Regions from separate parts of the Sus scrofa genome. Here region 2 is linked to region 1. The links are chromatin contacts, called in public HiChIP or PLAC-seq maps. All regions are on one chromosome and are shown on one strand. The core of a region is the stretch at or near the end of the contact, and the rest is flanking DNA. Distances in the headings are between cores, read along the strand shown.

Region 1 (4,092 bases), core at 1,333-3,832:
AACTCACATTTAATGTTTAAATTTAAATTGGTGCTTTTTTCCCCAAAGTTAAAACATTTGATATGAGCCACTGACCTTACTACAATCATTCATAATAATATTAAAAATTCTACTTTAATTCATATTGATTAATATGAGTACATTAATATAAATGAATTATACTAGATACAGAAAATATTTGCTTTTCTGGTATTTTCCTTTTACCAGATGAGGAACATGTAGTTATCAATCAGAAAAACACTTTTTTTTTTTTTTTTTTTGTCTTTTTGCTATTTCTTTGGGCCGCTCCCGCGGCATATGGAGGTTCCCAGGCTAGGGGTCGAATCGGAGCTGTAGCCACCGGCCTACGCCAGAGCCACAGCAACGCGGGATCCGAGCCGCGTCTGCAACCTACACCACAGCGTCTGCAACCTACACCACAGCTCACGGCAACGGCAACGCCGGATCGTTAACCCACTGAGCAGGGGCAGGGACCGAACCCGCAACCTCATGATTCCTAGTCGGATTCGTTAACCACTGCGCCACGACGGGAACTCCTGAAAAACACTTTTTTTTTTTAAGGTTCAAACCGGCACCATTTTTGGAGTAAGATAGAATGAGGAAAGCTATGAATTAACAAATGAGCTTGTGTGGAAACATGGTGATGCTCATAATAATAATTTCTTGACTTTCTATACTTTTTTCCAATATGAAAACTGGCTTTCTTTTAGGAAAAATAACCCAAACAGATTACAACTTTCTCTTCTCAGTCAAGAAGCTCTAGGATAACAATAATTTTTAAGAAGCAGAAATATCTAAAGTACAAGGAGGGAGTGAACTAGGGGCATTTATCCAGGAATAATATGGGCTCTTTGGAAATAGGGGGTGAGAGATGGGCTGAGTCAAGCATTCGAGGGTTTCTGGCTGTCACCATTTCTAGGTTTGCAAGACATTTGGCTTAGGCCTAAGTTATGGTGCATTTTATTTGTAAATAGTATTTAATGGTGATCCCGCTAATTAGCAGCATAAAATTATGACAGAGTCCTCGAGTTCCCGTTGTGGCGCAGCAGAAACAATCTGACTAAGAACCATGAGGTTGCAGGTTCGATCCCTGGCCTCGCTCAGTGGGTTAAGGATCTGGCGTTGCTGTGAGCTGTGGTGTAGGTTGCAGACGTAGCTCGGATCCTGTGTTGCTGTGGCTGTGGCATAGGCTGGCAGCTGTAGCTCCAATTGAACTCCTAGCCTGGGAGCCTCCATATGCCAGGGGTGCAGCCCTAAAAAAAAGACAGAAGACAAAAAAAAAAAAAATTATGACAGAGTCTTAATAATGCACAGGTTTGCTGTTGTGGTGGGATGAACATAAAAACAAAAATATATTGCTCCATGCATTGCACAGCTTCTTCCTTGCCTTCTCAGGGCAGGCACTATCAAATGTTTGAACATTTTCAAGAACGGCAAATTCAGTGTACAGACATTGCCATCCACATGTGGCCCTCACCAAGTTATCATTAACTTCGAAAGAAGTATTTTTTTCTCTCCTCCATTTTAATTCACCACCTTTATTATGAAATGATGCAGTAAACAGCTTCCTTGTCCTCATCACTGGATTCTCTATCCTGACCCCTGCTTGTTGGGCACACTCATCTATATATAACTTGTGTTTCCCCTGAACTTGGAGAAAGACACGGCACCTGCTGTCCAGCCAGAAGTTATTTTAAGCTCTTCTAAAAGGAGCCATGGCCTTTAGCACTTCGTCTTTGAAAGTCAAGGGAAGAGAATACTTTCTAAATCAAATTGAAAACAGTAAACATTTACTGGTTTAGATCCATGTGTGAGTTTTAAAGTGTTAGGGAGGCTTCTGAGAGATAAAATAAAATCCGAAGTAAACCAAACTTCATAGCAATAAATTTAAAACCAACTGTCCATAGAAGTTTTAATGTGGTTAGTCTAAATGCAAGTGTTCTGTCTGTAGATTTGATTTATTCTTCATCAGAGGCCATAATCAGTGATTTTTTTTTTTTGTATTAAGTTCATGGATCTCCTTTAAACTCATACTCCTCATTTACTTTAAAACAGAATAACTGAATCATTGTAAACCATAGGACGACTCAATTCCTAAAAGTAGCCTCAAGACAAATCCACAGGGGTAAAAAACAAGTCAGAGAACTGTTATTTTAAATTGTCTCTTTCTCAATTAATTTTACAGCAAGAAATTACTTCTAAATTTTATCTTCTATAAAGTTTACTGGCCATCTGTGTCTCCCTTGAGAGAAAGTTTTTCACTTGTCCTGGCAGTCCTAGCAGATTACCACACACTTAGCCCTTCCTGAGCAACACATTTAAATGGTAAATAAAACAATGGAAAGTTCTTCAACAGTTCACTAGCAGTCTCAAAGTTGCAAGTTTCAAACACCACAAACCGCACCCTACATCTTACAGGGCTTGTGGGAGTGTTTGTCATACTTACCAGAAGGCCAGGCACTAAGCAGAAAGAGAAAGAAGAGGCAAGAGGCAGCAAAAGCCAGTCAGAGCAGCAGCAACAGCAGGAGACAGGCGTGCTGGCTGTGTTCTTAAAAGGGAGAGAGAAACTAAACACACACACACACACACACATATCAAGGCAGGAGGGGGAAGGGAAGGAACACCCTGTGACACAGCAAAAGAGAAATATACCCAAGCCTCCGTAGCAGTCTTCTGGGCAAATGTCTTAGAAAAGAGAAGCACCTGGGAGATCTTATCAGGTTCCATGATTTGTCGTTTAAAAAACGTAAACTCTCAGTACATAGCCCCTTTGTGAACAAAAATTTTCAGCATTGTTCTTCAGGGCAGAGATCGTTTTTTCTTATTTCTTGGTTTATTTCCAGTATAGCCTATGATTCATCATCTTTTTCCCACCTTCTTATGCTAACTTAATTAGTGTCAAATTTCTTATAGGAATCATGGAAAAAGAAAAACAATGGCATAACAAAAAGGAGATGTTAGAAACACTTTAATTTTGATGTTTGGTTTACTTGTAAAATTTGAAATAAAAATTTAGATGGCTCTTTGGAACTGGGTTTAATTCCATCTTTGTGTATGTGCTAGTTGGTGTGACCTCAGACCCTAGCTCTTACTCAGGTAACTGCCTTCACATCTCAGATATGCCCTGGGGAAAGCAGTTGCTTTTTCTTCTTTAGTTGCAGGCTTTCTAACCTTCCACAGTGGCTTTTCCAAGTCTTTCCCACCTTCTCAAGTCCTCAATCTCTTTCTTAATTCTCCTCAGAAAAATAACTTCTTCTTCATTTACTATAAAATGCCTTTTTCTCTTAACCTACATCCATTCCATTTTCTTCTGTTTCTGGAGATTGTGTTCCCACGCTATTCCAAAGTGGATTCCTCCATCAGAGTTTCTGCTCTTGGGACTGGCTGGGCATATTGATGTCCTTGTGGTAGGCAGATCATGCCACCAGAAAGACTTCCACACCTGATCCCAGGGACCTGCGAATGCATTACTTTACCTGTGAAAGAGACTTGGCAGATCTTGAGATAGGGAGATTATTCAGAATTATTTGGGTGGGTCCCATGTAATCACAAGGGTCCTTACAATTGAAAGAAGGAAGCGGGAGGGTCAGAATCAGAAAAGAAGAGTTGATGATCCAAGCAGAGGTCAGAGTGATGGAGGGCCACAAGCCAAGGGATGTGGGGAATCTCTAGAAGCTAGGAAAGGAAGACGAGGAAGCAGATTGTTCTTAAGATCCTACAGAAGCAATGCAGTTCTGCTGACACCTGATTTTGGCCCAGTGAAACTCATTGTGGATTTCTGAGCTCCAGAACTGTAAAATAATAAATCTGTGTTGCTTTTAAGCCACAAGATTTGTGATTTGTGGTAAATTGTAGTAGTAGCAAAAGGTAACTAAAATATCTCTTACCCAAACTTTTTCCCACCCTTTTCTCTGAGGTCAGGGGAGGCATAAGCTGAATAGATGGATAGATGATTACCCAGTAAGTGGAGGTCGGGATAAAGAAATTCTGGAGAAGGCAGTGAAGCTGTTTACTGCATCATTTGATAACAGAGTGGCGAATTAAAATGGGTGAGAGAAAAAAGTACTTCCTTTATTTTTTTTTTTGGGGGGG
Region 2 (4,522 bases), core at 964-3,463, 140 kb before region 1:
ATTACTGAGATCCAATATGGCATGACAGCAATGTGCTTATTCAAGAAAATCATTATCTCGATGTTTCTGTACTTCAATCTAAATCTTCTTCATCTTCGCCACTTATTAAAAAAAAAAAAAGGCAAAGAAAAAAAAAGGAAAGCCAAAGCCAGAGTCACCAAAATATTATGACACCGCTCTAGGGAGAGATATCATAATGAAATTAATCTATGTCCAATGGGCCACATTAACTCACTGTCTTCCTCCACAGCTCTACCATCCTCCCCCTGAAGTCTCCATTTAATTAACTACCACCATCCTTTCCTCCAGTGTTCAGAATTTCTTGACTTATCTCTCTCCTTCATCCCTCACATCCAAGTGGCCACCAAATCCTGCTGCATCTACCTTTAATGCAATTGTCCATTTACTTATTCATGTGTTTGTCCTGCGTTTATTAAATACCCACCGTACTCCATGCACTGTGTTAGGCGCCAAGGATACCATGCCACCTAAGACAGTTTCTGCCATCGTAGAGCTTATAGTCTTGTGGAGGCCTAGACGAGATAAGTAAACAGACAAATTCAATACTGTGTGTGCAAGCTCTTGCAGGGGGTAAGGTGCAGGGAGCCCATGGGAACCAATCTAGCTTTGGGTTGTCAGCGAAGACTTCCTAGAAAACTGATGGCTTAGTTGACACTTTAAGCTTCAGAAAAATGTAGCCCGAAGAAGAGTGCTTTAGACATTCTCATTTAACAAAATTTTATTGAACACTAACTGTGAGTCAGGCTTTATTCTAGACTCTGCAGAGTCAGAAAGATAGACAAACCTGGCTATCCTAATGCTTAGGGGAGTTGAGATGGGGAAGGAAGAGATATAAAAATATAGGCACAAAATATCTATTGTAACTGTGAATATGGCACTGTAAAGGGTTACTTTCCTGTAAAAAAAAAAAAAAAATTAAGGAATTAAAAGATTCGTCACTGTCCTCCTGAAAAGTCCAACCAGCAATTGCTCCTGAGTGTCTAGTGCTCTTCCTTGCAGTTCCAGGCTCTGCTGTGGACTCTGCAATGAATGCCCAGAGTTCCCCATCAGAATCTCCCCATTAGGTGAGGACAGGGAGGGAAGTCCCTGCCTGACTCTTTATGCTTCAGAACACACCCCAAGAGTCTTTGCTGGAGTGCTGGGCTAGTTAAGGGAGATCATACTATACAGGAGAACTGTAAATTGTCAACTAACACAGTGTTCCCTCCATAGTTCATGGGGAAAGAATTTATACGTCCAACAAATATATGCTAGCTGTCCTTTGAGGTGCCCAAGACAGATAAAATCTCCCACCTATAGAGCTTTCTTCTCCCACCTATGGAGCTTTCATTTGAGTGAGAAGGTGATAGGAAATAATGTACATTGACAATGTAATTAGAGACGAGTGAGGAAAATAAACAGGGTGATGCTTCTGATAACTCTTCTGCAGAGGGGTCTCAGTTATATCATCCTGAAGGAAGTGATGTGTTTAAGCTGGGACCTGAGGAAGGAGCTAGTCTTGGAAAAGGCAGAAAAAGAGATCATATGAAACTTTTCCCAGGTTCCCTGTCCAAGTCACTGTCTTGTCACAGGTGTCACCTTCTAATCTCCACCTGCTCATAGCAGTGGCCACTTATCTTTCAGGACAACTCAGTCCTATCCACAGGGACTGAATTTCCCTCCCAGGCAAGGTCTGCTTCTTAGTCACAGTCAACGTTTAGTTTCATCCCTGAATGCTGGGTCTTGTTTGAATGGGCTGTTTTACCACTAGGCTGCTTTGGCCTTCCATTCAGGGATTCTGCTGTTCTTCCCCATTGTCTAGGAATTCGACCCTATTTCTTTGTTACTGAATCTAAGATTGTTTTTAATGGCAAACCGTTTTGATGGATGATTAATCCGAAATCCTTTATTTTCCAGTTTTTTTCTGGTCACCTGCCTATTTTTTCCAGTACCATATTGTTCTAAGCCTCAATTGCATGAAGGTCAGGAGGCCATCTAGTAGCTTTAGACGCCCCCAAATTGGCAATGGGGCCCATTTCAGGAAAGGGAGTCCGTAGAGGCCCTCGAGTGTGGGCGCCCAGATGACGTCACTTGAAGGTGGCTGGCTCTGTGCGGGGCGTGACGTCATGCGGGCGGGCTCGGCCGCCGTGAGGTCACCTGGTGGGCGCGGCCAGGCCGAATCCCCAGTGTCGTCACGGGCAGGGGCGGGGCCAGAGCGTGTCAGCGAAGCCGAATCAAAACAAGCCCGAGACCCGCCTTTTCCCTCCGGCTCTGGAGCGTCTCGCTCGCGCTCCGAGCCCGCGGCGCCCGCGCGGCTGCGAGCCTCGAGTGGCTGCGTCCCGGCTCCAGGAAGCCGGGGAGGGCGCGGCGGCCGGGATGGCGCGGCGCGGGCCGCGCGACTGGACGGGAGCCTGAGGAGCCGCCGGCCCGCGCCCTCGGTCCTCGGCCTCCCGGCACCGCGGGGAGCCGCCTTCGCCGCTGCGGGGCACCTGGACGCTCGCGAGATGCCCAACCCCAAAAACAGTAAAGGCGGCCGCAAAAACAAGCGCGCCAACAGCAGCGGGGACGAGCAGGAAAATGGAGCCGGGGCCCTGGCAGCGGCGGGCGCGGCGGCCGGGGGGGCCCTGGCGGCAGCGGCCGGCTGCGGAGCGGCCGCTGCTGGCGCGCCGGGCACCGTGGGCGCCGCGGGCGCGGGAGGCGCGGGGCCGGGCGCCGCCAACGCCGCAGCCGCCGCGGGGGCTGCAGCCGCCGGAGAAGCCAAGAACGGTAAGACGGGGCCGGCGGTGCGAGCGCCAACTTCCTCCCCGACGGGGACGGCGCGGCGGTGGGGCCCTGGGTGGCGCGGGCGATGCGTGGACAATGCGAGAGTCAGGAAGTGCTCACCCCGCCCCTCCGCCCCGCCGCGGCTGCCCCTTCCCGGTCCCCACGCCCGGCGGTGGCGATCGATCGGCGGCCACAGGTCAGTGTCCGCGGGGCGCACGAATCGCGCGCCCCGGGCAGCCTGAGTCGCAGACCCGGAGGGGCGCCCGGGTGCCGGACTGAGGCGCCGTACCCCTCGGGCCCTGCCCATCGTGCCCGCGCTGGCAAAGCCATGTGTGTGCCCCGGGCTGGGGGTAAGAAAGAAGGAAGGAAGTGCCCAAGTTGAGAAGAATGATCCGATTGAAAACTTAGGCACCAGTTCATTTTTCCCTGCGCTCCCCTCACCCACCCGCCTTCCCCACCCACCGAATGAAGAAGAGCTTCAAATCCCTGCAAATCGAGGCTTGCTGTGTCGATTGCCACAGGTGAAGAGGCCCCGAGACATTTTTACTGTAGGGTGTGTGTGTGCGTGCGTGTGTGTGTGTGTGTGTGTGTGTCGCTGGGTGGGGGTGCTCTTTAATTCTCTTGCTCACTTGAGGAAGGAAGAGAATCTGAACTTGACTTCCGTTCTCAGCCCGGGAGTTTAAAAAAAAAAAAATCATCCTCTGGTTAATTCTGCTTCGCATTTTCAGAAGGAAGCCTAATAATCTTAGGTTGTGCCTGAATGCACCTTTTAAAGGGGCACTTAAGGAGTAGAGAAGATGTGACAGGGTTGTTGTTGTCACTGCAGAGACTTGGTTTTAGTTATAGGGTGCTGAACAAACATTTTCAGACTTGGACAGTTCTTTGAGTTCCTCAGGTCAGGCAGTTTTTCAGGGTTGGGGATACAGGGGTATTTCAATAAGGGGAGATTAGGTTCTTTATATCTGGCTTTTAACATATAATCAGCTTTTAAAGCCATTCTTTATGTAACTTAATTTTTTAAACAGGTTACCTGCACTACTTAGAAGAACCCCACAGTGGTCTGAACATGGAGACATGGAGATTGAAGTGTAGCCTATTAGAAACAGAACCTTAGGCCCCATTGGCTGTATCTCTGCAGTTTTGAAATAGGAAGTCCCCCCCTCACCCTCCAGGAACAAATTTATGTCATTTGTGAATTGTTGAAAACACTGCTTTGGGCCAGACCGTCTTTTCCACAGTCTTTTGTGTACCTTGTACTGAACTTCATTTTGGTATTGATGTGGCAGAGGGGAAAGAAGACAGACAGACTTCTGGCTCAGCTGTTTAGAGTTTTGTCATCTTGGGAAGGACCGCTTTTCTGAACCTCAATTTCCGTACTTGTAAAATTGGAAACAAGGATTACGCTGATTGTATTGATTCCCTCACAGGGTTTCGTGAGGCTCAGAGTGCCCTCCCCACCCCAGTCCCCAGTTCTTGTTTTAAAGGCTTGTTACGTTTGTGACAAGCTTAGTAAAGTTTCTCAAGGAAAGTGATTAGTGAATGATAGTTGCCGTTCTCTCATTCAGAAGATATTAAGCATTTACCGTTTTACAGGTACTGGGTTAAGTGGGTTTTTTTGTTTGTTTTTTTTTGTTTTTGTTTTTGTTCTGTCTTCTTGCTATTTCTTTGGGCCACTCCCGCGGCCTATGGAGGTTCCCAGGCTAGGGGTCGAAGCGGAGCTGTAGCCACTGACCTATGCCAGAGCCACAGCAACTCGGGA

What was found. HiChIP or PLAC-seq counts read pairs in DNA pulled down with a chosen protein or histone mark.
Region 2: an H3K27ac HiChIP or PLAC-seq map of skeletal muscle shows a contact between it and region 1. The contact joins the promoter of HECA here to the promoter of TXLNB in region 1. A contact is called at or near these places in 1 of 5 promoter capture datasets (liver) and 2 of 2 datasets of contacts at active chromatin or transcription factors (alveolar macrophages and skeletal muscle).

Annotation. Positions count from the first base shown.
Region 1 is chr1:25,227,092-25,231,183 of Sscrofa11.1, reverse strand. TXLNB (beta-taxilin) reads right to left here and starts at 2,582. Exons shown (of 9, transcript XM_021087298.1): 1 at 2,447-2,582.
Region 2 is chr1:25,361,774-25,366,295 of Sscrofa11.1, reverse strand. It overlaps HECA (headcase protein homolog), which reads left to right and starts at 2,213. Exons shown (of 4, transcript XM_021087304.1): 1 at 2,213-2,766. The coding sequence starts at 2,505.